Regions from separate parts of the Mus musculus genome. Here regions 1, 2, 4, 5 and 6 are each linked to region 3. The links are chromatin contacts, called in public Hi-C, HiCAR-type and HiChIP or PLAC-seq maps. All regions are on one chromosome and are shown on one strand. The core of a region is the stretch at or near the end of the contact, and the rest is flanking DNA. Distances in the headings are between cores, read along the strand shown.

Region 1 (4,061 bases), core at 202-2,701, 440 kb after region 3:
GGCCGCTCGCGCCCCGAGCCGGCTCTCCGCGGGGCCACCGCGTAACCCCGGCGCTCCGGGGCCACCTGGCGACCCCCGCCCCCGCCCGGACCCCCGACAGGCTGGGGGGAGGGGAGCGGGGACGCGAGTTGGGATCGCGGATTAAAGTCGCTATTATGCCGCCGCTGGCGGCCCGGCCAGCTCGGCAAGGTGGGGTCCCCCGGTCGCCCGCCCGCACTCGCCCCAGCCCGGCTCCCTTTCTTCTCGTCCTCGCGCACTTGGGAGCTGCCGGGGAGCCCCAGGAACCCCTAGCTGCGGGCTCGGAACTCTGCGACCGCCGCCGCCACCGGCTGGGCTCGGGACGCCCCCCGCGCCGCGTGTTCGCGCCACCCCCGCCCCCGCCCCACGCGGCGCCCCGCGCACTTTCCCTGCCGCCGACCCACCTCGCCCGTGGCCGTCCCCGCACGGGCTAGCGCCGCCGCGCCCGCAGGGACGCACTTTGTTCGCGCCGGTGCGGCCGCCGCTCCCGGCGAGCGCGGCGTGGTCGGGCCGGAGCGGGGGGCGGGGGCGAGGCGGGGGGCGCCGCCGTCCCCGAGCCCCGCGCTCAGCGCCCCGCGCCCGCGCGCCCGCCGCCGCTCGCGCCGGAGTTGGAACCCAACTTTTTCCTCCTTCCCTTTTCTCTCGAACGCAGCCGGCAACTCGTGCTCGGTGCCGGCGGGAGGAAACGCGCTCGCGCTCCCCAGAGCGCAGACACGCTCCCTCCTGTCCCCGTCCCCCCCGACGCCGGCAGCACAACAAAAAGCCATTTACATGCGAGGAAGTGACCCTCGGCCGCCCCGCGCGCCCCCGCCGCCGCCGGCCCCGCGGACGCAGGCAAAAGTTGGGGCGCGGGGCGGCGCTCGGGCCGCGGGTTCGGGCCCCGGCGGCAGCAACGCAGGCGACCGGGCGGGCGGCGCTACGCTCCTGCCGACCGCGGCCCCCGCGCACCTCTCCCCGCGCCCCGCACACGCCCAACTCCCCTCTCGCAACTCCGCGCGGCCGCGGCCCGGCACGGTTTCCTGCCGCCGCCCCTCCCGGGGGCGCCGGGGAAGTCTGCGCTCACCGGCTCGCTCCTTCGCTCGGGCTAGTCAGCCGCCGCGCGCCGTGGGGAACAAAACGCAGAGCGGCTCCGGAGTTGGCTCGGCGGCCGCGGCCGGGGGCTGATCCACGGACGCGGAGTTGGCCGCGCGCGGACGGGGCTCTGGCGAGTTGCGGGGTCTCCGGGTCCCCGGGCCGCCTCCTCCGCGGCGCTCCTTTGTGTAATTCCACTCGATTCAAGTTTAATCCGATAGTTCCCGAGCACGAGCGCGTCCGCACCACCACGGCTCAACCCCCGCGCCGCCGCCGCCACCGCTGCCGCCGCCGCCGCCGCCGCCGCCGCGGCCCCAGCACGCCAGCGCCTGCGCGCGCCCTGCACGCCGCGCGCACGAGCCTCCCGGGCCGCGCGCGCCCGCGGCCGGCTCTCTCCGCGGCGCGCCCGCGCCCGCGCGCCGCCACCTGACGTCAGGCGCGCCTGGCATAATTTATGCAAGAATTCGGCCGGGGTGGCGGAGGCCGCGGAGAGGCCGAGAGAAGGGGGCGGCGCGGCGCGGGCGGCCGCCCCTTCCCGTCCCGCCGGGCGCCGGCGCAGCGGGCGGGTGTCGGTCCCGGTGCGCGGCCGCCGCAGCCTCTCGGGCCGCCTGCTGCCAGCGCTCTCGCGCGGGTGCAGAGGGTGCCACGTTTCCGCGCAGCACCTTCCCGGAGCCGCGGTGCGCCGCCCTGGGGCAGGAAGCGGAGGCCCGGAGCCCGTAGTGACCCCCCGCCACCGCGAGGGGTGGCCAGCCCGGTGCGGACCGAGGAGGCTAGGGGTGTTTGGGTGTCTCTTCTGTAATTATCCTTCAACTTGAGATGATTTTCCCACACGAAATACCTAGGATGGACGCCTTTCCTTTCAAATAGATCCATCCCTGCCTCACCACTTGGCTTTAACTGACGTCCTCGGTGATAGGACAGCGGGATCTGCCACTAAATCAAAAAGTTTTAACTAGAGAGCATTGATTTTAGTTGAATTTGTTAGCATGCCAAAAAACGAAGGGATAGCGCAATGGTTATGAAACAAAGAAATAGGATGTGTGCCCATTTTTAAACGTGTCAGAACTGGAGTGTTTTCATCATTCCTTCGCCAATGTGGCACTAAATATCATCTTCCAGCTTTGAATAGCCGACCTTCTTGCCCATTTCTCTTTCCGGTACAAGATGAATATTAACCTTGAAGACATTTTTTAAATTAGTTTCCCTCTTGTGTAATAGATATTTAAACATTTACTAAGCATCTTTTGTGTGTGAAACACGGAGCAGATTTATAAACGGTCAACAATTGTAAACTCCAGTATGGTTTTATTAGGCTAAAGACTGCACTCACTTATAAATAAGGAAGGAGGTTATACAGCCAGCTATGACAGCTGTGTAAGTGCTATTGAACTCAAAAATCGTAGAGAAAAGGCAAAGCATGCTAATCTGGCCCACTGATGGTTGTACTACTACTGAGCTTAGAATCACACAGTTTTATATGGACAAATGACTTGCCAAAACTGCTTCATTTATACTGCAGCTTAATCAGTTAGACATCTATCTCCTAATAGAAATAGTTTTACTCTTTTTTTTAAAAAATTTTTTTACAATTGTTGCTTATTTAAGTGCATTGATTCTGGTTTTCTTTCGCCATAAGTTGGATTTCTAAAAGAAACATAGTCATCAAATAGTTTACAGATAATCAGAAGAAAACATTAACACTACAGGGAAAAAAATGTGACATTGAAAATCTACTTTTTTATAGCTCCAGTATCATAAACCAAAAATCACAAATCTAATGTAAGTCTTCCACTTATAATAAGTTTATATCCCTCAAAGTAAAACTATCATAGATACTTGGGGGGGAATCTCACTTGTCAGACTCGCATCTATTTCAAGACAACTTACAAGCTAAATAATATGACCTCTACATTTAATGAAAGTATAACGTTTAGGCTCCAAGTGACTATGTGGAGGTCTCCTGTTGTGTCCTTGTGTATTTCACTAGGACGTTGGGACACTAACTTTTGTAATGTGCCAAAGATAAACACAGTCAGTGTGGGACATATCAGCCACATCTCCCCTCCCTGACTTAATATCCTCCTTATCCGGGAAGTCCGGGTTAGAAGTCCAGGCTTTCAGAGGTTCTGCTGGTGCAGAACTCCAAGGGCCTTGAAAACCCGAAGACCCTCAGGCGCAGACCTAGGCAGCTTTGTACCGGCTAAGCCTCAGCTCCCACCCACCCCCCACTACCCTAAGCCTGGAACACTCTTCTCTCCGTTTGCTTCTTTCTTGAAGTTTTCCCAAAGAGAATCATTTGAATTCACAAGCTTTAGCTTTAAGTATGCAAATACCTCAGGGCCAGATAAGGGTCACTCACAGCCAAATGTAAACTCCTGCGGAAGAGTTGCTTTTCTTCCCAGCACCCAGCTGAAGCTACCCCATTGACAGATTTTTACATTCTTTTCACATTGGATTGTAAGAGGTTCCAGGCTTGGTTCTAGGCGCTTGGCGTGAAGCTAACAAGGTTCCACCCTTTGCCGTCTAGTTGATTGGTAGTTGAGATTCAGTGAACAGAAAGAACAATGGGAGGTCTACATCCTCGAAGAATTAGGGCTTGCTTGTCCAAGCTGCTCATGCCCTGAGGGCAGCAGAAAGGTGTTATCGACCTAGGAGGTAGGGCTCTAACAGATGGAGTGGGAACCCATTGATTGCAGTTAGGAAACACAAACACATGACCTGTGGCTAACAGAAAAGGGAAAGCCACTTCCAAGAACTCAGAGAGATGGAACTCACCAGAGTAAGGCTAAGCTCTGCTTAGACAAAAGTTTGACTGTATTGGGGGAAAATAACCGGAGTGAACACTTTATGACAGAGAGTCATTTGCATAAACAGAATAACGGAGACGCACTCAAACTTCTAGAACATCTACTAAAACTTAAGCCCTATCAGTCTCTCAAATATTTTAAAATCTAAACTGTTTTTTTTTTTAA
Region 2 (3,691 bases), core at 670-3,169, 420 kb after region 3:
TGCCACTTGTCCATGTGGCATGCTCCAACCACTGGTGCAGGGACAGAGGCTGCCCTCCCTACTACCTCCATGTGAGACAGCCTGGACTGGTCTCCTGGAACAGAAGAGACACATAACCAACAGCACACAGCCAAGTCACACATACACACACACACACACACACGCACAGACCCAGCTAACCAACTTAGTAAGGTCACCAACGGCCAGCTGACCACAGATGTGGGTGGAGTCTAGCTGAGATCAGTACAGATTGACAACTCACAGAACTGCAAGTGAACAGGATGGTTGCTGTTTAAAGTGCTGAGCTTCAACGCCACTTGTAACACAGCAACAGATAACTGGCAAACCTCACTAGGACTGAAGCTCCTCTGTCAATGTGCTCTGTCACTTCTCCTCTGTCACTTCTGTGCCCCATTCCCCAGCTCCTGAGAAGCTCTGGCAGGGAGAGACTGGTCTAAAACAGTGGGCTTTAGTGTACAACCAAAATCAGTCTATATTCCCAGAACTCAAGCTAGAGGGTCTCAGCTCAATGGAGTCGCGTCTTCGCAGAAGCTCTAATGGATGGGGAGTACATACGCAACCTGAATTCAGTTGTCGTAACCACTCAGGTCAAAGTTAGAAAGAATGCTTGAACTAAATAGGAAAGGGAAACTGGAGGGGTTTTTTAAACTTCTGCATGTTCCCACTTTTGCGCCCTCAACATGTATGAAAAAATTAGTGCTAAAGCAAGGGGGAAAGGTTGAAATATTTTCCACATTCACATCCAACTATACAGAGAAGCTATACTCTCTAGGAAAATCCTCATTCCCAACAAAGAACTCCCAATACAGCCACAGGGCAAAAAAAAAAAAAAAAAAAACAATCCACTCACTGGGCAGTGGTGGCACACGCCTTTAATCCCAGCACTTGGGAGGCAGAGGCAGGTGGATTTCTGAGTTCAAGGCCAGCCTGGTCTACAAAGTGAGTTCCAGGACAGCCAGGGCTACGCAGAGAAACCCTGTCTCAAGAAACAAACAAACAGACAAACAAACAAACAAAATCAATCCACTCACCAGTGATACACTTAACAGTAACGCTTACATTGGGAAGTAAAATGAAAGATACAAAGATTGCAGGGCTTCTTTGTACAGGTACACAAAACCATCACTGCAAGAGGCTGGGACTCAGAGTCAGAATCTAGTCCACCATAGTCCCCATTTCCTGCGTCCCTAACAAACTGGCCCATGGGCATTTCACACACACTCTCTCAGAGCTACTGAGTAGCCCAGGGCTGCGACCTATAAAGACATACCCAATCTCATTCATTCATATTTATATTCCCTCATTCATATACTCATTCATTCATATATTCATTCACTCACATATTCATTCATTCATATATTCATATCCATTCATCCCCATTCCCCCTCACCCCCAGCCGCATTTTACCTGCAGTCTGCTGATTTATTTGAATTGCTGCTACTGTAGATGACATTCTGAATTACCCCAATTTCATGTTGGAAAATAATGCATTGTGTTCACCTTCCATTAGATTATTTTTAGCCTAAACATAGTATGCACAAAACTTACTCTCATCGAACACTAAGACACAATTCAGACAGACTGCTGTAAATCCGTGAGGCCACCTCTCTGAACAGTCCTGTGCTATAAGGCAATGTCAAGAGCAGCACCACCACTGCCCTGGCCTTCCTCTCATCGCTCCTTTAGAATACATGCACAGGTACCACTGTCCCCTTCAGAGATGAAGCAACTTTCCCAAGATCACATGGGTAAGGATGCTAAGAACCAGGTCCTCACACAGAGCCCACAATCTCTAACATTCTGTGTGCTGCCTCACAAAGCATCCACCACTCAACTCCAAGGCCTGCTGGGTAGTAGCACATGTCAGCCAGCCAACCACAACCTTGGCACAGGAAAATGACCAGTGCGGAGTCCAGCCGACCCAGGCAGTGCAAAGGCAAGAAGCTTCCCCTAAGGTTCTACTGAGCCCTGGGCACACAAACAGAATTTTTTTTACAAAGCCCACTTCACTATCCCATTTCATACCAAGAGAGTACCTCAAGAGGACTGAGCAGAGCTTGGCACAGGTGATGAACTAGGTCCTTAAGCATTTGTTTCTTTTCATTTCTGTGTCTCATTTCTGTGTCGTCTCCTCCCTGAAACAGCAGCAGAGAGGCCCCGGGAAGGAAGAAGGAGAAGCTCCTCCCACAGCGAGGAGACATGGGCTGCTTACATCTGAGGTCAATCCCAGGCAAAAGGACTAATAGTCACCAGGGTGGTGGCACACACCTTTAATCCCAGCATTCCAGAGGCAAAGCCAGGAGATCTCAGGGTTTGAACCTAGCTTGGCCTAGAGAGTAAGTCCCAGGAAAGGCAGTGTCACAGAGAAACCCTGTCTCTAAACAATAACAACAAAACAAACAAAGACATGAAAAGAGTGGGTGCCATAGAACAGGCCTAGCTCTACAGGACCAGAAACAATGGTTAAGATATCACTGTGTGAGGCCAGGTGTGGTACCACACGCCTTTAATCCAAACACTCGGGAGGCAGAGGCAGACCTCTGTGAGTTTAAGACCAGCCCGATTCACATGATGAGTTCTGGGCTAGCCAGAGTTACCTAGCGAGACTCTGTCTCCCAGCCCCCAACAAAAGATATCAGTGTGAGTACAATCTGGAAGTGACTTCAAAATTCTGAGTTCATCTGAGTGGTCACACACTTTGGGGTGGCATTAAATATGTGGTTCTATAGCTAACTGTGTATAAACCAGAGCTGAAGGAGGGCCTCTTACATTATACACAGCTTTTCTGGTTAGCTGAGCACACTCCACATTTCACTAGACAAAAGGGGAAATGAAAGACTCTGACAGATATGTAAGCAGGAGGTGTCCTACGGTTGGTTAGCACGCCCTTGGTCTCCTAATTCTCTTCAAGAACACTGATGCTGTCCTCACTGTGCACTGCCCATTTCAATGCCTGAAAAGTAGGACGGTCATCTTTACCACGAGCTCCAGGCTTCCTAAGGACAACTGAGGCCCAGCAATCCTCCACCTCCTCTGAGTATGCCTTGGTCACCGGCATCCAAGCCTTGGTCCTGGCTCAATTCAATGAACACTTAGTATATGCCAGACAAGGGGAAGACCCACTCACTACCCTGTTTATACACAAGCCCAATTCCCCGGACAGAAAGAAACCAATCCCATGCCTTGAGCCCTGGCAGCCTTCAGCTCCAGCACCCATGCCCTGCTTCCTCTTAAAACCTCTAATTAGACATGTTAGAAATCTTGAAATGACTATCATTTTACATGAAATCATTCTCTATGGCTGGCAGAGGAAGAATGTCTAAGAATATCTAACGCATTTGCCTCTGAAGGAGACCATCTACCCTATACTCTTTTTTTTTTCTCTTGTGGAAGAGGCACCGGTTATAAGGAGGCATGTTCCTGTCAGCATGCTGGTACGCATGCCCATGTGCACACACACAGAAGCCACAAGACACTGTCTTCCTCTAGTCCTCTCTCCTTTCTTGCTTTTCACAGGGTCTCTTAGCAGAAGTCTGCTAGGCCGCTAGCTATCTTGGGACCTGTCCCACCTTGCAAAGCTAGGGTACAGGCATGAACAGCCATGCTTGTGTTCACATGGGTGCCAAGGAGTCAAACCCAGGTCTCCATGCCAGCATCTCTCTACCCTATA
Region 3 (3,830 bases), core at 453-2,952:
CCCATAAAATCCTCACAATGGGAACCCAATCCCTCTACTCAGCTAGCCCAACCCACATCACTCCAGCAGTCTTTCTTTTCCAGGTTTCAATTATCTGTCCTCACCCACGTTCTGAAAATGTTACGTGGAAAGTTCCATACATAAGTAAGTTGTACGTTTTGTATTGAATGCTATTCTAAGTGGGGCAATGACACTTCACAGTATCCAGTCCCTTCCTATCTGGAATGAGAATCGAACCTTTGTTCTCTGTATCCACACTATATAGGCTACCTTCCCGTTACTCACGTGACCCTCAGCTCGCTTATTGAGGTATCACAAAGTTTGTGCTCAGTAAACCAAATTTACTTGTACAACAACCCCTTCGAGCAAGACAGGCAATGCTAGGAATTTAGGCGTGCCAAAGACAAGTTGGAAAGTGCTTTTGATAAATGGGAAGGTGCTATAATAATAAGCTTAATAAGAAAAGAACAAAACGTCTAGTAACATTGTTAAGATCTACACTTTCAGAAAGACATTTAGAAAACAAGAGAAAATGACTATTAACGTTTGTTGTAATTTTCTGTCTTACTGCTCTCGTTAACCTTTTCCTGAACCTTGTTGTAGGTTAATTTATAGATTTAACTTACTAATTTATAAGTTAAATTTTGACCTAGGTGTGTATATGTAGAAATATATTAAATATACCTAAGGATATATGTATCAGTAGGATGAATAGTTTCAGGCTTCCTCTGAGGGTCTTAGAATGTGCCCTTCATGATTAAAGGGTATACTATCTTCTCTCTGCCTCCACTGGAGCTGGCCTGGGGGAAGGTCTCAGCAACCCTCCCTCTCCATTCCATGTCCAATCATAGCCACATCTGGTAGCTGCCAGGCATCCCAGCCTTCAGTCCTGGCTTTCTCAGGCCCATCCTCCACATTATGGCAAAGAGATCTGCGTTGAACAAGTGAACTAACAGGCTGTTCTTATTATGACATTGAAGAAAGCCTTATACGTTCAACTAAACCCGGCTATTCAGTGAGTGCTTTTAAGGATTCCTCATAAACTGATTAAAATTACCAGGTGTCAACGGAGTATGGTGGTACACGTCTGTAATCCCAGAGCTTGGGTAGTAGAGGCCTGAAACTACTCAAGGTTGACACAATTTCATAGCAACTTAGAGGCCAGCCTGGGCTAGTTGTAGACCTGTCTAACAAAGAAGAAGACGGCAATTACAAGTGAAAATTTTGCCTCTGAGTTATATGAGGTCAGCCTCACCGTAAACACTCTCCAAACTCTACAAACCAGGTATTTTTCTGTTCTCGTGCCTTGTTTTGTTTTGTTTCATTTTGCTTCTGTAAGGTTTCAAGTTGTAGCCCTGGCTGTCCTGGAACCTAGTCTGTATTTCAGGCTGGCCTTGAACTCATGAAGATCTATCTATATCTGCATCCCAATGGCTGGGATTAAAGACTTGAGCCACCACACTCTTGATCTCTGTTGCTGTGATAAAGCACCAAGACCAAAAAAACTGATGAAAGAAAGGATTTATTTTGGCTTATATAGTTCCAGAGGGATATGAGTTCTTCATGGTGGAGAGGCATGGCTGCAAGTGGCTAGCATTCTGGATAGATGACATTTTCAACCATGAGCACAGACCAGAGAAAGCAAACTGTAAGTGGGGCAAGGCTATAAATACTTACCACCCGCCCCCAATGACATACTTCCTCCAGCAAGGCTACAACTCCCTAAATAGCATTGTCTACTGGGAACCAAGTGTTCAAAAATCCCAGGCTGCAGGGGAAATTCCCATTCAAAACAACAGGCCAGATTATGGTTTTCTGAGTTTCAAAAAATATGCCTGGGTCTGACTTGCTGCTGTTGGTAACGCTGCCTTGCATGGAGCTGGCCCTCTCTTGCCTCACATATTAGTTTGTCTTTCAGGACTCAGACTTTCCCCCAAGCATCTTCTCTACTAGTCCCACTGATTTAGACGTCTATTCTGCATGTCCCAAATACCCCTTTCTTCGTTATAACTCTACGGAGCTGCTTAATAGTCTGTTTATGTGTCCATCTGCTCTCCTCCTCTGAGCTGCTTGCATGTCAGCACCATCTGATTCACCTTCATAGCTCCTGGAACTAGCACGGAACATGAGTCATACTTGAGTAATCCCTACATCTTCATCACTAGAGTAAATAAAGGCAGGGGGAGACGTCTCATTGCAGGAAGTCTCAGATGTGCCTACTAGCCCCGGCCGTCTGCTTCCACCTGCCAGCTAAAGCTTGCTGGGCTCCACTGGGAGTTGGAAGGGGCAAAGCAATTAAACTTGGAAGTCTCTGGCCTGTCAGGTTCACCTAGAGCATCAGACTTTAATTAGATGGCAAGGTAGCACTGAGCTTAGCCCTGAAAAGGGAGGCTATCATTGGAGGAGAGGGGGAAAGCAATTCCAGAGGCTCGGGAACGTGGCAGAGATCCAGGCTGACAGGTCGGCAACACTGAAGACCCAGGAGGGCCACATCAGTGCACTGGGCACACAACGAAAGGATATTGCCGAAGTTAATAGACAGCTCAGGAAAAGGAAAACTTAACTGTGGATTTTGTGTGCTAACGTCTTACATTCTGCTTCAGACTCATTTTGTTGCTAGGACAGAATAGGACAGAGTGGGTAATTGATAAACAGGAAAAAATCATTTCTTGAAGTTATAGAAGCTAGAATTCCAATGTAAATGTGCCAGCATTTGGCAAGGGGCTGTCTTGCTTCCAACGTGGTAGAGGAACTCACAACACCAAAGAGCGCAATAGTGCTCACTGGAAGATCTTCCCAGCTGACACGGTCCAGCACAGGATCCTTCCTTTTGTCCCCCACCCCCACCCCCGCCCCAAGGCCGCACACCTAAAGGCTATCCACATGTGAATTTAGGATGTGAGTTTCCAACAGTGGATCTTTGGAAGGCAAGGTCCAGCTAGCATGTATCCCTTCTAAGGCCTCGGGACGAAGTAGAAAGACAGGCAGCGTCTAAGTGTGGACACAGCGAGAGGCTCAGATGAATCTCATCCTGTGTCTGAGGCCCCGCCCCTGAGAACACACCCACACCCAAGACTCAAACTCAGCCTCTGATGTCCCTGCTCTCCCTTCTTGTGTTTCTTCACTAGAAAGCTTCCTCTGCTGTGAAAAGAGATCCAAAGACAGCAGGGGTGGGGTGTGGCTACTGATGGACAAAGGACCTTGCACTTCCTCACTGGGGGGTCCTGGTGGATCATCCCATCTCTCAAACATGGTGCATTAATACTGAGACCCTCCTAGAATCCAGATCCCTTAGAGCTTCCAGCCTCACCGGGTCATAGTCAGAACTGGGAGACACAATTAAAGAGCTTTGTTCCCAGCCTACACAGAAGGCCCACCCTTGCCACCTTCTGCGGGCACAAGGGGGATGAGCCTCATTGCTCTGTCCCACCGTGCCATAGTAGTGATTAGGGAGACCTGACAGACGATTTAACTTTTCTAAGACAAAAGAGGGGGGAGTGTGTCTTAACCTATGTCACCGGGTCATGTTCTTGCAATTTCAGGTGAAGCAAGCACGGGAAGCTATGAGTGTTTCCAGTTTTCAATAGAGAGATTACATCTCAAAATCCCTAGATTCCACGAGCATCCAATAAAACCTGTTAATAGTGCCTTTTATTGATAGTATTAATACTTCCTTTATCTGGAGATAGTCAGAAATGGCAGCCTAGAGCCGTGGTTCTCAAGCTTTGGAGCATAGCACAGCACAAAGGGGCCCCGATAAAACCGCAGACTGCTGGGCCTCATGACAAGACTTCTCCTTTCAGAGCAGTTCCCAAGCAATGCTGAAGCTG
Region 4 (4,132 bases), core at 829-3,328, 470 kb after region 3:
ATCCAGAAGACGGAGACATCCCGGTTAAAGATAGTGTCTTCTATATATGACAGGGAAGCTGTACCCATGAGATCTCAACAATATCTCAGCCTAAGCAAGTCTTAACAATGACAATGCCAGTTGACATGCCAGTGTGAATGGAGGGAATGTCACAAGGCCCCATCCCTGGATGAAGAATCGTAGGCAGTTAATGATTGCTGAGAAATGGAGGCTCAGTCTTTTGATTGATGAGCCTTGAGTCCTATACATATAGTGATATACAATCATTTGTTGCTTAGGCACCACGAAGATATCCTGAGAAGCACATCCTTACACAAGCTGTCATTGGACGAACCTCGCAGCTGGTAGGTACAGTGACCTAGAAGGTCCAGGTCTGTCATTCAACACAGCCTGTTGATGCAACCAACAGGCATGATCAACAGGAGGGGCTGCTGCTGCTGGCCCCTCCTTATGTGCTGCTTACAAAAGCATTCCTCTGTAAAGAGTACACATAAAATGATACAAAAAGACAAACACACAGACCAGCAACATAATGGTTTATTACCATAGTCAAGTATTTATGTCCTGTGCACAACCACATGTACTGTTCTTTCTGTTTGTTTGCTTGCTTGTTTTGTTCTGTTTTTTGTTTTGTTTTTGAGACAGTTTTTCTCTGTGTAACAGAGCCCTGGGTGTCCTGGACTCACTTTGTAGACCAGGATGGCCTTGAATTCACAGATATCTACTTGCCTCTACCTCCTGAGTGTTGGGATTAAAGGTGTATGTCAGCACACCTGGCTCTTTTTTTTTTTTTTTTTTTTTTTGACATTATTCTCAAAGAAGCCCAGACGGGTTGTGAACTTGAAATCTTCCTTTACAGTCTCCTCTCTCCAAGATAGTATCTATCTATCCCTCCCTCCCTTCCTCCCTTTCTCCCTCCAGTTGCAGGTGACCAAACCCAGGGCCTTCCTGCACTTGACCGGTAGGTATATTTACATCAGTGTCACCACAAATACAAGAGTGATATAATGTGCTAAGACTTTTAGGGTGGCTATGACATTATAGGTATCAGGGTTCTCTCAGCTCCATTTTGATCTTATAAGACCAGGTGCTGTTTGGTGATGGCTGGATTGTCATGCACACATAACTATGCTTAAAGCCGAACTGACGTGACCTCTGGGACTTGCATTAACAGTGTGAAGAAATGGTGGAGCACAGACAAGAGAGGCCATACATTGATGTATGTTGGACTTATAATACCCAGGGAGGGAGGCAACACTGCACATTTCTTTCTACTTTTGTGTATGTTCTGTTTCGTTATAAAAAGTTCATGAGGCCATTTGAAAGTCCAGTACTTCCCTATGTGGCGAGACAGTGCAGACATGGGTCCTGAGGAAGGCTGTTGGTGAAGCCCAGAGCATCTGAACGACCATCTTCTTGAAGAGGAGCAGGAAGCTTTTCTGATGAAACTTCACGGTGCTGGGGTTGTGTCTAGCTGTGGCCTACTAACTTTGTCACCTTGAGCTCATCTCTTACCTCCAAAGAACTCCAAGGCCAGCATCCTCCATCCTTACCTACCTGTGAGGCAGAGATAGTAATTGTGCCAACCGTATAGAACTCATTGTGCCAAAGGAAGCCATGCACAAACCCACCATGCTCCACCCAAGACAAAGTTAAATGTCCAATGGCAGTGTGGGTGTTTTATTTCCCAACAGAATGGTCACAAGAAATAAGGACATAGAGCCAGGTATGGTGGTGCTTACCTTTAATTTCAGCACCCTGGAGGCAGAGGCAAATGTTTGTGAGTTCCAGGCCAGCCCGATCTATAAAGTGAGTTCCAGGATAGTGAGTTCCTTTTTTCCTGTCTAAAAAAGTAGAAAAAAAGAAAGAAAGAAAGAAAGAAAGAAAGAAAGAAAGAAAGAAAGGAAGGAAGAAAGGAAAAGAGAAAGGAAAAAAGAAAGGAAGGAAGGAAGGAAGGAAGGAAGGAAGGAAGGAAGGAAGGAAGGAAGGAAGGAGAAATGAGGACAGGTCTAGAGTGTATAGTGCGACAGAAAACTATTGGAAGTGGCAATGGTGCCCCGGTGGAATGGAGGAATCTAAGGTCTTTGTCCACTGAGGTCATCTGGAGGTCAATGATGACATCATCATGTTCGGCTCATGATGATGTGTAGAATGCAACCAGAGAACAGATAATTAAGCAAGAAGCGCCAGTGGCAACGGGAACAGTGGAAGCTGTGTGCTTCCTTATTTGGATACGAGGAACTTGGGCAGCGAAGACAAGGGAGCCCTTTTGCAGAAGGATGGGAGTTGAGGGGCAGGAGACACTGTCCTCAGCTAGGTAGAGATGGGAGATGTCCAGCAGCCTGCTCCAAAACTCTGGGAGATTGGAAAAAAAAAATCCAGAGAGAGTTAAGGAAGGGAGCTGGGTTTCTGAGGTCTTGGTGGAAGGTGTCTGATGTTAGAATCAGCTTCATACAACAAGGATGGCCAGAGCAGCACAGGGTGGGCCCCCTTAGTGTCAAACGGGCAGGCAGGTGGCAGTCTATACCCTCTGTACTGTTGAGAAGAATGTTCTGTGGCCTTTGAAGTCACCTCCTTTATGTGACAGGAAAAGGGTGAGAATTAATCGCTTCTCTGAGTGGGCCGTGGTGGAATAGAGCCCCCCAGCTGCTGGAGGTGGAACTGCAGCTGTCTGATACTAGCGCTGGAAGAGAGCCCAGCCCCCAAAGCTAAGGGGAGACACAGCTCAAAGAAAACACAGCCTGCGACAGGCAGAGGCCCCATGGAGTGCTAGAACGGGAAACATTTTTTGTAAACACTGTTCTCTTCTCTCTACTCATCGCCTTTATTTCCACTCTACCTCATACCATGTCTGTCTCATCCTGATGTTAAGGCCAAAGAGCCGGTTAAGACAGGAAAACCTGTATCTGGAAACGTATTCACCTGCTTTGTGCTAAAATGCTCCAGAAGTATGGAGCGTGGCCTTCTGATAAGGGTAAGAGTTGGGAAGGATACATTGAAATCTACATTTGCCTACCCCACCCCTGTGCCTGCCCCTCTTTTCCTCTGCCCCTCCCTGAAAACCGAAGAAAAACATGCATGCTAATTGAACCCTCTGAGCTACACCCCCCACTCTTTTTACTTCTTAATATTTTGAGACATCTCACTAAGTTGCCAAGGCAGGTGTTGAATTTTGACTTTTAGTGTCTTAGCTTCCCCTCTATCACAGATCTGGAATTAAGACATGGCATAGGGACTCATTTGAAAAGCACTCTTGGGGCTGGAGAGATGGCTTAGAGGTTGGCTAAGCCATCTGAACTGACTGCTCTTCCAGAGGTCTTGAGTTCAGTTCCCAGCAACCACATGGTGGCTCATATCCATCTTAATGGGATCTGATACCCAATTCTAACGTGTCTGAAGACAGCGACAGTGTACTCATATACATAAAATAAATAATTCTTAAAAAAAAAAAACCAAAGCCCACTCGAGCCTTGAATTTGTGTGGGGCTGGGATACATTGTTTTTCTGCCAAGGCTTAGTGAGGCTGTATCTATTATCCCAGCTGTGGAAGCTGAAGCAGGAGGATCACTTGAACCTCTAAGTTGGAGACTAGCCTGGGCAACATAGTGAAAACTATTTCATAAAACAAAACAACAATAAATGTTCTTTTTTTGTGTGTGTGTGTGTGTGTGTGTGTGTATTTGAGTCAGGGTTTCTCTGTGTAGCCTTCCCTGTCCTGGAACTCACTCTGTTCACTAGGCTAAGTTCAAACTCAAACCAGCTGCCTCTGCCTGTCTCTGCCTCCCAAGAACTAGAATTAAAGCCTGTGTCACCATCATCTGCCTCAAAATGTTCTATTTTTAAAAAAGATTTATTTATTTATATGTAAATACACTGTAGCTGTCCTCAGACACTCCAGAAGAGGGCACCAGATTTCATTATGGATGGTTGTGAGCCACCATGTGGTTGCTGGGATTTGAACTCAGGACCTTTGGAAGAGCAGACAGTGCTCTTAACCACTGAGCCATGTCTCCAGCCCTCTATTTTTTATACTAATATTATTTTAATATTGCAGCCAAACCTAGTTTTAATTAGTATAAGTATTAAATTAGCAACTTATTGTGGAGTATAAAAAGATGACAATGTTTGTAAG
Region 5 (4,085 bases), core at 212-2,711, 380 kb before region 3:
AGGCCTGATAGTATTCTTCTAGGTACAACAGTGGGCAAGCAAGCAAGAGCTAGGGCAGACATTTAACAAATAAGGATACTCTACACCAGTCAGTCTGTTTTTTGTTTGTTTTGGTTGTTTGTTTTTTGTTTTTGGCTTTTGGTTTTTTGGTTTTTCGAGACATGGTTTCTCTGTATAGCCCTGGCTGTCCTGGAACTCACTTTGTAGACCAAGCTGGCCTCGAACTCAGAAATCCGCCTGACTCTGCCTCCCAAGTGCTGGGATTAAAGGCGTGAGCCACCACGCCCGGCTGTCAGTCTGTTATGTTAGAGGCTATTTTCCAAGACTGTACAAATAGCAGTTCTTCTGAGAGAAGATAATGATCATATATGTTTTCTATTCTTTCATATATATACATATATATGAACATGATATATTATATATTGCATTTTATACATATAACACTATATTATTAATCTTAATATTATAATATGTATACATAATACAATATGGTTTTATTAATACTAATAATATGACAATATTAATAATATTAATTAATGTTACTTAAATATACAATTTTAATGATATATTATATATAATATCATAAAGTACAACATTATACTATTAATATTAATGCTACTGCAATATTAATGATTTTATTGATATTATATTAATTAAATAATTAATAGTAATGATATAATATTATATATGAAATATATTATGTAATGTTCTCAGATATGTATATATATGAAAGAATAGAAAACATATATGGTCATTATCTTTTCTCAGAAGAAATGTCATTTGTGAGATAAAATAGATATATATACACACACACATATATGTATATATACACATATACGTATATATATAACCATGGGTATGTACTCATGTGTATGTGCATCCACATCATGTACTTAGAGGTCAGAGGATGACTTACAGGACCTGGCTCTCTCCTTGCAATATTTGGGACCTGGAGATGAAAATCAGGTCATCAAGCTTGGCAGCAAGTGCCCTCACCCACTGAGCCATCTTGCTAGCCTTTCCTGGGGCAGCCTCAAAGATGTCGTTTATGAAAAGAATACCTGCCATTAAACTATTTCACATTTTTGTTTTTTTTTTCTTTTCCATATTCAGTCTCAGTATTTTCTCTTCCCGTTTTACAATAAGAATCTCATTTCCAGTGCTTTTATGGAGAGAGGGAAGAGCAGAGCAATTCATAATAGAAGCTGTTCAGTAAAAATTACCTGTGTCAAGATTCCAGTTGGTGTTGGCTTGAATCCTGTAAATGTTAGTAAGAAGTTTCATTAGCTGCTTGTGGCACATTTGTTTAGGGTAGAAAGGACTGTCACGTACACTCACACTGTCATCCCTTGAAACACAAGCAAAACAGTGTTTGGGTTCAGGAATAAAAGACTGTAGGTGGCATATGGTCAGACTTGGAGAGCAAAGTCAATGTGGAAAAACCCAGCCAGGGAAACCATCTGCAGCCCTGGAATATGATAGCTCCCCTGTGGCAGTACAGCGTGCTTGCTAATTCCTGGGCTAGTCCACTAGCGGTTAATGATAACCTTGTCGTTAAGTTTAGATTATCTCATTTTATGTTTACATGTAAAATGTGGACCAAACTCATCATCTACTTTTAATAATGAGACAAAATTTTCAAGGTCTTATGTTTTCCTATGAGATGTTTTTGTTCATAAATAAGGAAAATCTACAGAGGTCAAGGGATGAGACCCCCAAATGTCACCCTTCACAGATGGTAACACTGTCCTTTTCCAGGAAGGAATCGAATCTGGGGACCCTGGCACGGATGATGGCCGGTTTTACTTCCACTTGGGGGATGCCATGCAGAGGGTCGGGAACAAAGAGGTACGATTAACTGGGTTTGTGACTTTATTCCAATAGATGATAAACTAGTGGGTGGGGACTTTTACTGCTGGGAATCAGTTAGAACTTTACAAACGTTCTTAGCGTAACTTATGAAGCCAATGTTCTTACAAGATCTTTGGGATTTGGATTTTACAGTTTATTTTTTCCAGTTGGTGTTTTCAGATGTGTAATCTGAAAAGCGCCTCTTTTTTGGGGGGGGGTGTGTTTGTGTGTGTATCTGTGATTGTTTGTGTGTCTGTGTGTGTGTGTGTCTGTGTGTGCATCTGAGCGAGTGTATCTATGTGTGTAGCAAAAGATAATTGCCTTTGAAAAGTATAGTTGAAATTAAGAAATACAGAGTTCTCTAAAATTGATTTAATTTTTAAAACCATTTACATATTTAATGTTTTACTTTGGAATTTCTGCAGTAGTCATTTTTAGAACCAACTATTTGACTAATCCTTAGCATAGTGGTCTTAACGTTTAACCATGTACTTTTCATTTTCAATTTAAGCTGAACATTTATAGCCAGGGCAGTGGCAGGTACCAACGCAAACATGCATGGATGCAGTAACTGAAACAAGTGAATTTTCTTCCTGATCATTACCTTTCTCCTGCGTACAATTGTCAGCCTGTGTAAACATGACATCAGTCGTGAGGTCATGTACCACAGATTTCTAGCCCTTTTATGACCCCCATGATTTGCCTGCCAATAAACAAGGCCTACCTCTTCCGCCCTATACCACTGTAGAAATTCTACTTCAGCTGTCTTCAGAGTCTGAAGATAAAAACACCAACACAACAGTGACCCTTTGTAACCACTGCCCTTCATATGTGACACCTAAGGACAATGCAGCTTCAAATTTCTAGATTTCATAAGAATATAAGACCCTCTGGGCAGCTAGGGGCTCAGAGAAGCAGTGTGACTGCGCAGTCTCCTGCAAGAAACAGGAGTTATTCCGAGTAGTAGCACTTTGATGATTGACACTGTTTTCTTTCTACCTTTCTATTCATGTGTACCTTCCTCCTTTAACCTACCAATCATCTGACTAAAATAGAACGACGCTAGAAGTGAAGAGGAGGGGAGGCGTTGCTGACGGCAGTCATTATTCTGTACCTTCCTGCTGTAAAAAGAACCCTCCTTTGGATGAGGAGGGCAAGAAAATGTCTGCCACAGTAGCCAACACTCGGGAAAAGTCTGTATTCAATTTCTGTAAATATAATTGTCACTAATTAATTTGTCTTTGAACATTCCGTGGTACAGGGCAAAGACAGATAAAAGAAATCTACTTTATCTCATATCTTAGATGAAAACAGCTCTTACTTCAAGGACAATGAATTCACTACTGAACACTTGTTATGAGCCTGGTGTTTAAGCCTAGGGGCTGTTATACCAGCATAATTATCATTAATATGCAAAGAACCGCACAGTTCCTGAATTTGGAAAGTTCATAAGGATTCATGCTTACACAGAACAGAATCAAGCCCATAGACACCCCATGTTAGCATAACCCAATACTAAGTGTGGAGTCTGCGTCAGAGCTTACCCACTGGGAAGCAGCCGCCCTCTGCGTTTGCCTCTGTGGAGCTCACTGCTGGTCTGAGAGAGGACGCACACAACTGGGAGGCAAACGCACAGCCTCTGCCACAAAGACTGCTGAGACAATGGATCTCTGTGACTATTTCTGGTAGTATGGAGGAGAAAGAGGAAGACAACCCACGGCAGCCCTGGAGCAGCCAAGCTTCAGAGGCTTCATATCGAGTCCACATTGTCTTCAGCTCTGGTCTCACTCTCCACATGCATGCTCACACATCTCCAGCCAGTCCGAGGGCACTGCATACTGCTCGCACAGCAAGCTCCCTTCTCCTCTCCGCCATTTTTCTTTTAGATGGTCTCAGGTTCCTTTATTGCCAACTCCTGAATCAAAATTGGGATCAACCTTAGCTCCTCCCTCTTTCTCTCCCTTCCTGAGGGCAAGTTCCAAGGATCAGAATTCCTGGGCTCATCAGTAGCCCCCCTTTCTTCAGGGCATGTTAATTCCAGTTTCTCATCAGCCACCTCAGTAACTCGTAAGCACCCCACTGTTGTTTCTTACGTTAGTTACACTTTCTGTCCAGCCACCTAATTCTCAAAACATTTGTGATTCAAAATAAAACAAAGCCCCATTTCTATGCAATGTCATTTATAGTTCAACACAGGTAAATTGTAACCGAGTGCTATACCCAAAATGTACCAA
Region 6 (3,635 bases), core at 888-3,387, 500 kb before region 3:
CAGAGGCACTCAGCCTAAGCAAAGACTGGAAAGGACCGTGAGGCCATATGAGGAGCATGGAGCTCGCCCAGCGTTTAGTGCTGTTCATTTGAGGCAGACTCAGCTCAGAGGAGGTCTGTGCCCAGGATCATTTTTCTTGTCAGCCTGGCATTCCTGCTTTAAGAACTACAGATACAGCTTTGGAGATGGAGTGGTTGGTGAAACCCTTGTTTCCCAAGCCTGAGGACCCAAACCTGGATTCTCACAGTGCAACAGTTCATTTCTCCTCAGGCAGTGGGGACAGGAGAATCCCTCAGGACTTGCTACTCAGTGATCTCCTTTAGGGAGATACCCTGTGCTGCTTCACTCGGCACCTACCTGGGCTCCCACATTCAAGGCAAACTCACTGTGAACCTCAAGGCCTCCCAGGCTCAGTGCTGGGTCATGAAGAAGATGCTTGACAGAAACTTCTGACACCACATATGCACACACACAAGTATGTGATGTTCACAAATATATACAGGACACACACACAAATATATACATCCATATACAGGACACACACAACTCTAGGCCGTGTAGGTAGGTCATTGTCCAAATGTTTGCTGCTCAGTGCCACTTGCCATGCTGAAGCTCGGAAGTTTCTTATTTTATATGTAGTAATAGGAAGCACTTAGAGCACAGAGGATAATGAAACACAGCAAGGGTTTTCTCTAAATACACGGTGGTAGTATTTAGGGTGGGGAGAAGTATCGTTCTCACAGGTCTTGGGTGGAAATGCAGATCTCTGTTCATAGCATTGGGAGACTCAAGTTAAATGAAAAAGCCCGGGACTTGTCAAAAACTGATTAAATACTGACTGCAGTTTGTGTCTTTCCTCTCTCCTCACATGTGGAAACTGATAGGGCCTGTTCTTCAGTTGACAATAGCAGAGAAGTTCACTGTAAGCTTGACAGGTAGCCAGGATTCTGTTATCTCTTGTATGTCGGTATTGCTGGTAGTTGTGGTACATGGAGAAGTTGTGTTGTAAATGACCTGAAATGACCCGGCTTTGGTTACGAAGGCGCTGGAGATTCTGATGCACATATTTCTTCCTGTCATAACTACCACCTGCTTTTCTTCCTCAAATTCTGGGGCCTTTCAGTGTATAGGGAACTGACTTTACATCTCAAGGGTCTTTCCCTACTTCGGGTCATTTCCCACTGGAGACGGTCATAATAATTTACCTCTTTATTTCTTCTATTCAGAGGGTCCTGTTTGGGAGCAGTGCTTAGAAAACAGCAGAGAACAAGAATCTTTGCAGTAAGAATGCCTTCTTTCATGGGCAAGAGGAAGAGGGGTCAGGGTTGTCCCCTATCCCTACCCCCCCTGCCAGTGGCTGCTAGAGCCTTCTCAGCCTTCCTCGGGGTTCTTCTAGGTAGGCAGAGAGGACTCTTATCAGCTCATTCTAACTTACAAGGCCTTGAACAAGTTGTAAGAGTGTATAGCACTAACTGAGTTAGGCGTTTGATATGAATGACCATATTTGAGCGTCTGGATACCAGATGAGATGCTGCAGGCTGTAATCCGCTGGCTTATGTACTCCGGAGCACCTGCAGTTTACTCCAGGGCGTATGATCAGGTCTGGCTCATCAGTGTGCAGATTGGGAGGCTGTCGGAAGTGTTTGCTTTGCCCTCTGTATCACTTTCTCCTATCACTGTCTGCAGAGTGTGCTGATACTCTGCAGGGTTTCCTGCCCAAGACTGTAGTAGGAAAAAGATGATCTGCTCATGAGCTGGGAGGAGCGTGAGGTTTGCTGGGTGGACTGAAGCCTGACTTGGAGGTGTGCTTCGTACCGGTCTCTGTATTCTCCGCATTACCTTTCTGTAAACCTGGGACCATGATACGCCCCCCTTTTGAGATCACTCTGCCTAAGCTTAACTTTTTCCACCTAACTGCTCTTCTTGTTTTCTCTTTCTCTCTTCCTTTATTCTTATGTAGGCCTGACCAAAGATGGCAGTAATGAAAATATTGATTCTCTTGAGGAAGTCCTTACTATTTTAGCGGAGGAGAGTTCAGATTGGTTTTATGGTTTCCTCTCATTTCTCTATGATATAATGACTCCTTTTGAAATGCTAGAAGAAGAGGAAGAAGAAAGCGAAACTGCAGATGGTGTTGATGGTACGTCACAGAATGAAGGGGTTCAGGGAAAGACCTGTGTCATTTTGGATTTGCATAATCAGTAACTTCAACTCAGGGACTGAAAAGCAGTGGGTTGGAAAACGGAGCTGCCTCCTCTTCCTTTGCTTACGCAGGGCTCAACGTGCAGTGGGGCAGTTGTGACTTCAGATAATGCCACCCATATGATCCTGATCATCCTGCCCAGCACAGCCACTTAGCTAGCCCCTCGCTTGGCTCCCTCCACACCCAGAAAGGAAGTGGTATTCCTCATTCCTATAGCTGTTCACAAAGTGCATTGGAAATGATGTTCTTGGTAGTATAATTGGTTTCTGTATCATTTTATCTCAACTTATGTATTCACTGAACTAAGTTGGAAATTGTGTTGTACTTAACCCTTGATGCTTGTCTTTCTCATACTTTTAATGATAGTTCTAATGGGAGTGATTCTAACAATATTTCTGGCATGACTAATCAGCGAATGCTCCTTTGTTGACCTTTAACTTGCCTGCTGTGTAGTGAAGCTGGTACTTTTTAATCTGTAATTTCTTTAGGTTAATTGACTAGTCATATAAGTTCCTACAAACTTGTTAAAGTTCTGTATTAATGGTGCTTTTGACATAATTTAAAAATCCTATGTTTTTGCCTTAGGGCAGTGAAGTTTCTGAATTCAGACACTAATAGGTTTGAATATGTCCATTTCTGAAATCAGAATTTGTTTTCAATTTTATTTTCAAATATAAATCTAGAGAAGGTAATTTGTAACTTTTTTTGGGGTCACCCTATTATAAAAGAGGGAGAGTGTGAATGTGCGTCTTGCAGAATGTTGTACATATTAAAACTATCTTTCCTGAATTAGGCTTTTCCATTTTTTACTAACTTATTACCTGTTGATTTGTGAGTTATGTATAATATAATGTGTAGAATTGTAAATTAAATTTATTGAACTGGTCCTTCATTTTTAGGAGAAAAAATTCTTTCCCAAACTATGAACACGGCAGTAGCTTTGTCTTAGCTTTTTGAAACTGAGTTCGCCTCAGTAATACAAAATCAGTTATTAAAAAAATCAGTTATTAGCTCTATATGCATCCATCTCTGAAAGGACGTGTTAGTGACTACCCTTGTGACTGAGCCGTGCGCCACCTGACAGGTTTACTGCTGCCCTTCCAATGACTCTCAAAGTGTCTAGCTCCCGTTGAGAGCCTCTAAAATTCTGCTCAGCTTTGGGTCTTCATGTGTTTTAAACCAGAGTACACTGGAGTTTCAGACAGTTTTATTTAAGTATCATTCCCAGATATTCTCTGTTTTTACATAGTTACCTTCATCAGCCATTTGCTCTGGGATGACGAAATGCCAGCTGAAGTAGAGTTCCTGAAATCAGAACACAGCAGTTCTCTCTCTAATGTCACTACTCTTGTACATGGTTCCATGTGCCACTCATGGGCCAGGGCTTCCCCAAGCTTCAATGGTTGTTAGGAGTTTTTCTCGTTCTTGTGTC

What was found. Hi-C and Micro-C count contacts between places; a contact is called where the count stands out from the background. HiCAR-type assays count read pairs that join an accessible place to other places. HiChIP or PLAC-seq counts read pairs in DNA pulled down with a chosen protein or histone mark.
Region 1: an H3K4me3 HiChIP or PLAC-seq map of bone marrow-derived macrophages shows a contact between it and region 3, with 5 times the contacts expected there. The contact joins the promoter of Chd7 here to the enhancer-like site in region 3. A contact is called at or near these places in 20 of 39 promoter capture datasets (the 3T3-L1 cell line, 3T3-L1-derived adipocytes, the C10 cell line and 12 more), 1 of 484 Hi-C or Micro-C datasets (bone marrow-derived macrophages), 16 of 115 datasets of contacts at active chromatin or transcription factors (Th17 cells, bone marrow-derived macrophages, craniofacial prominence and 10 more) and 3 of 9 other capture datasets (embryonic stem cells, liver and macrophages).
Region 2: a contact with region 3 is called in an H3K27ac HiChIP or PLAC-seq map of microglia, with 11 times the contacts expected there. The contact joins two enhancer-like sites. A contact is called at or near these places in 5 of 115 datasets of contacts at active chromatin or transcription factors (bone marrow-derived macrophages, embryonic basal ganglia, large pre-B cells and 1 more) and 1 of 9 other capture datasets (embryonic stem cells).
Region 4: a contact with region 3 is called in a HiCAR-type map of Th17 cells, with 7 times the contacts expected there. The contact joins two enhancer-like sites. A contact is called at or near these places in 1 of 39 promoter capture datasets (the C10 cell line), 3 of 15 datasets of contacts at CTCF or cohesin (embryonic stem cells and large pre-B cells), 10 of 484 Hi-C or Micro-C datasets (B cells, the HL-1 cell line, the N1E-115 cell line and 3 more), 2 of 115 datasets of contacts at active chromatin or transcription factors (Th17 cells and embryonic basal ganglia) and 1 of 9 other capture datasets (embryonic stem cells).
Region 5: a Hi-C map of cerebellar granule neurons shows a contact between it and region 3, with 2.5 times the contacts expected there. The contact joins two enhancer-like sites. A contact is called at or near these places in 10 of 39 promoter capture datasets (the 3T3-L1 cell line, 3T3-L1-derived adipocytes, HPC-7-derived erythroid cells and 5 more), 2 of 15 datasets of contacts at CTCF or cohesin (both in the NIH/3T3 cell line), 59 of 484 Hi-C or Micro-C datasets (B cells, the C2C12 cell line, the CH12 cell line and 38 more) and 22 of 115 datasets of contacts at active chromatin or transcription factors (the NIH/3T3 cell line, PVALB interneurons, VIP interneurons and 18 more).
Region 6: a contact with region 3 is called in an H3K27ac HiChIP or PLAC-seq map of microglia, with 5 times the contacts expected there. The contact joins two enhancer-like sites. A contact is called at or near these places in 1 of 15 datasets of contacts at CTCF or cohesin (large pre-B cells), 1 of 115 datasets of contacts at active chromatin or transcription factors (microglia) and 1 of 9 other capture datasets (embryonic stem cells).

What each region holds. Positions count from the first base shown.
Region 1 is chr4:8,687,796-8,691,856 of GRCm38.p6, reverse strand. Chd7 (chromodomain helicase DNA binding protein 7) reads right to left here and starts at 1,451. Exons shown (of 38, transcript NM_001277149.1): 1 at 1,082-1,451.
Region 2 is chr4:8,708,914-8,712,604 of GRCm38.p6, reverse strand. The region is part of intron 1 of Chd7 (chromodomain helicase DNA binding protein 7); the gene reads right to left. Among named protein-coding and RNA genes, the nearest start is that of Gm46841, 6.5 kb to the left of the region's middle. Within about 2 kb of position 1,919, at least 48 of the 459 cell types and tissues checked have an H3K27ac peak or open chromatin away from gene starts, as enhancers often do. A contact at or near this core is called in microglia, where this site is marked.
Region 3 is chr4:9,131,778-9,135,607 of GRCm38.p6, reverse strand. All of the region lies in intron 1 of Gm50597 (a long non-coding RNA gene), which reads right to left. It overlaps Gm34288 (a long non-coding RNA gene), which reads left to right. Exons shown (of 4, transcript XR_881105.2): 2 at 84-144. Among named protein-coding and RNA genes, the nearest start is that of Gm34288, 8.9 kb to the left of the region's middle. Within about 2 kb of position 1,702, at least 41 of the 459 cell types and tissues checked have an H3K27ac peak or open chromatin away from gene starts, as enhancers often do. A contact at or near this core is called in the N1E-115 cell line, Th17 cells, bone marrow-derived macrophages and 2 more, where this site is marked.
Region 4 is chr4:8,665,372-8,669,503 of GRCm38.p6, reverse strand. No RefSeq gene overlaps it. Among named protein-coding and RNA genes, the nearest start is that of Gm8273, 20 kb to the right of the region's middle. Within about 2 kb of position 2,078, at least 126 of the 459 cell types and tissues checked have an H3K27ac peak or open chromatin away from gene starts, as enhancers often do. A contact at or near this core is called in the N1E-115 cell line, Th17 cells and bone marrow-derived macrophages, where this site is marked.
Region 5 is chr4:9,512,352-9,516,436 of GRCm38.p6, reverse strand. It overlaps Asph (aspartate-beta-hydroxylase), which reads left to right. Exons shown (of 24, transcript NM_023066.3): 19 at 1,759-1,848. Among named protein-coding and RNA genes, the nearest start is that of Asph, 150 kb to the left of the region's middle. Within about 2 kb of position 1,461, at least 8 of the 459 cell types and tissues checked have an H3K27ac peak or open chromatin away from gene starts, as enhancers often do. A contact at or near this core is called in cerebellar granule neurons, where this site is marked.
Region 6 is chr4:9,629,278-9,632,912 of GRCm38.p6, reverse strand. All of the region lies in intron 3 of Asph (aspartate-beta-hydroxylase), which reads left to right. Among named protein-coding and RNA genes, the nearest start is that of Asph, 38 kb to the left of the region's middle. Within about 2 kb of position 2,137, at least 105 of the 459 cell types and tissues checked have an H3K27ac peak or open chromatin away from gene starts, as enhancers often do. A contact at or near this core is called in microglia, where this site is marked.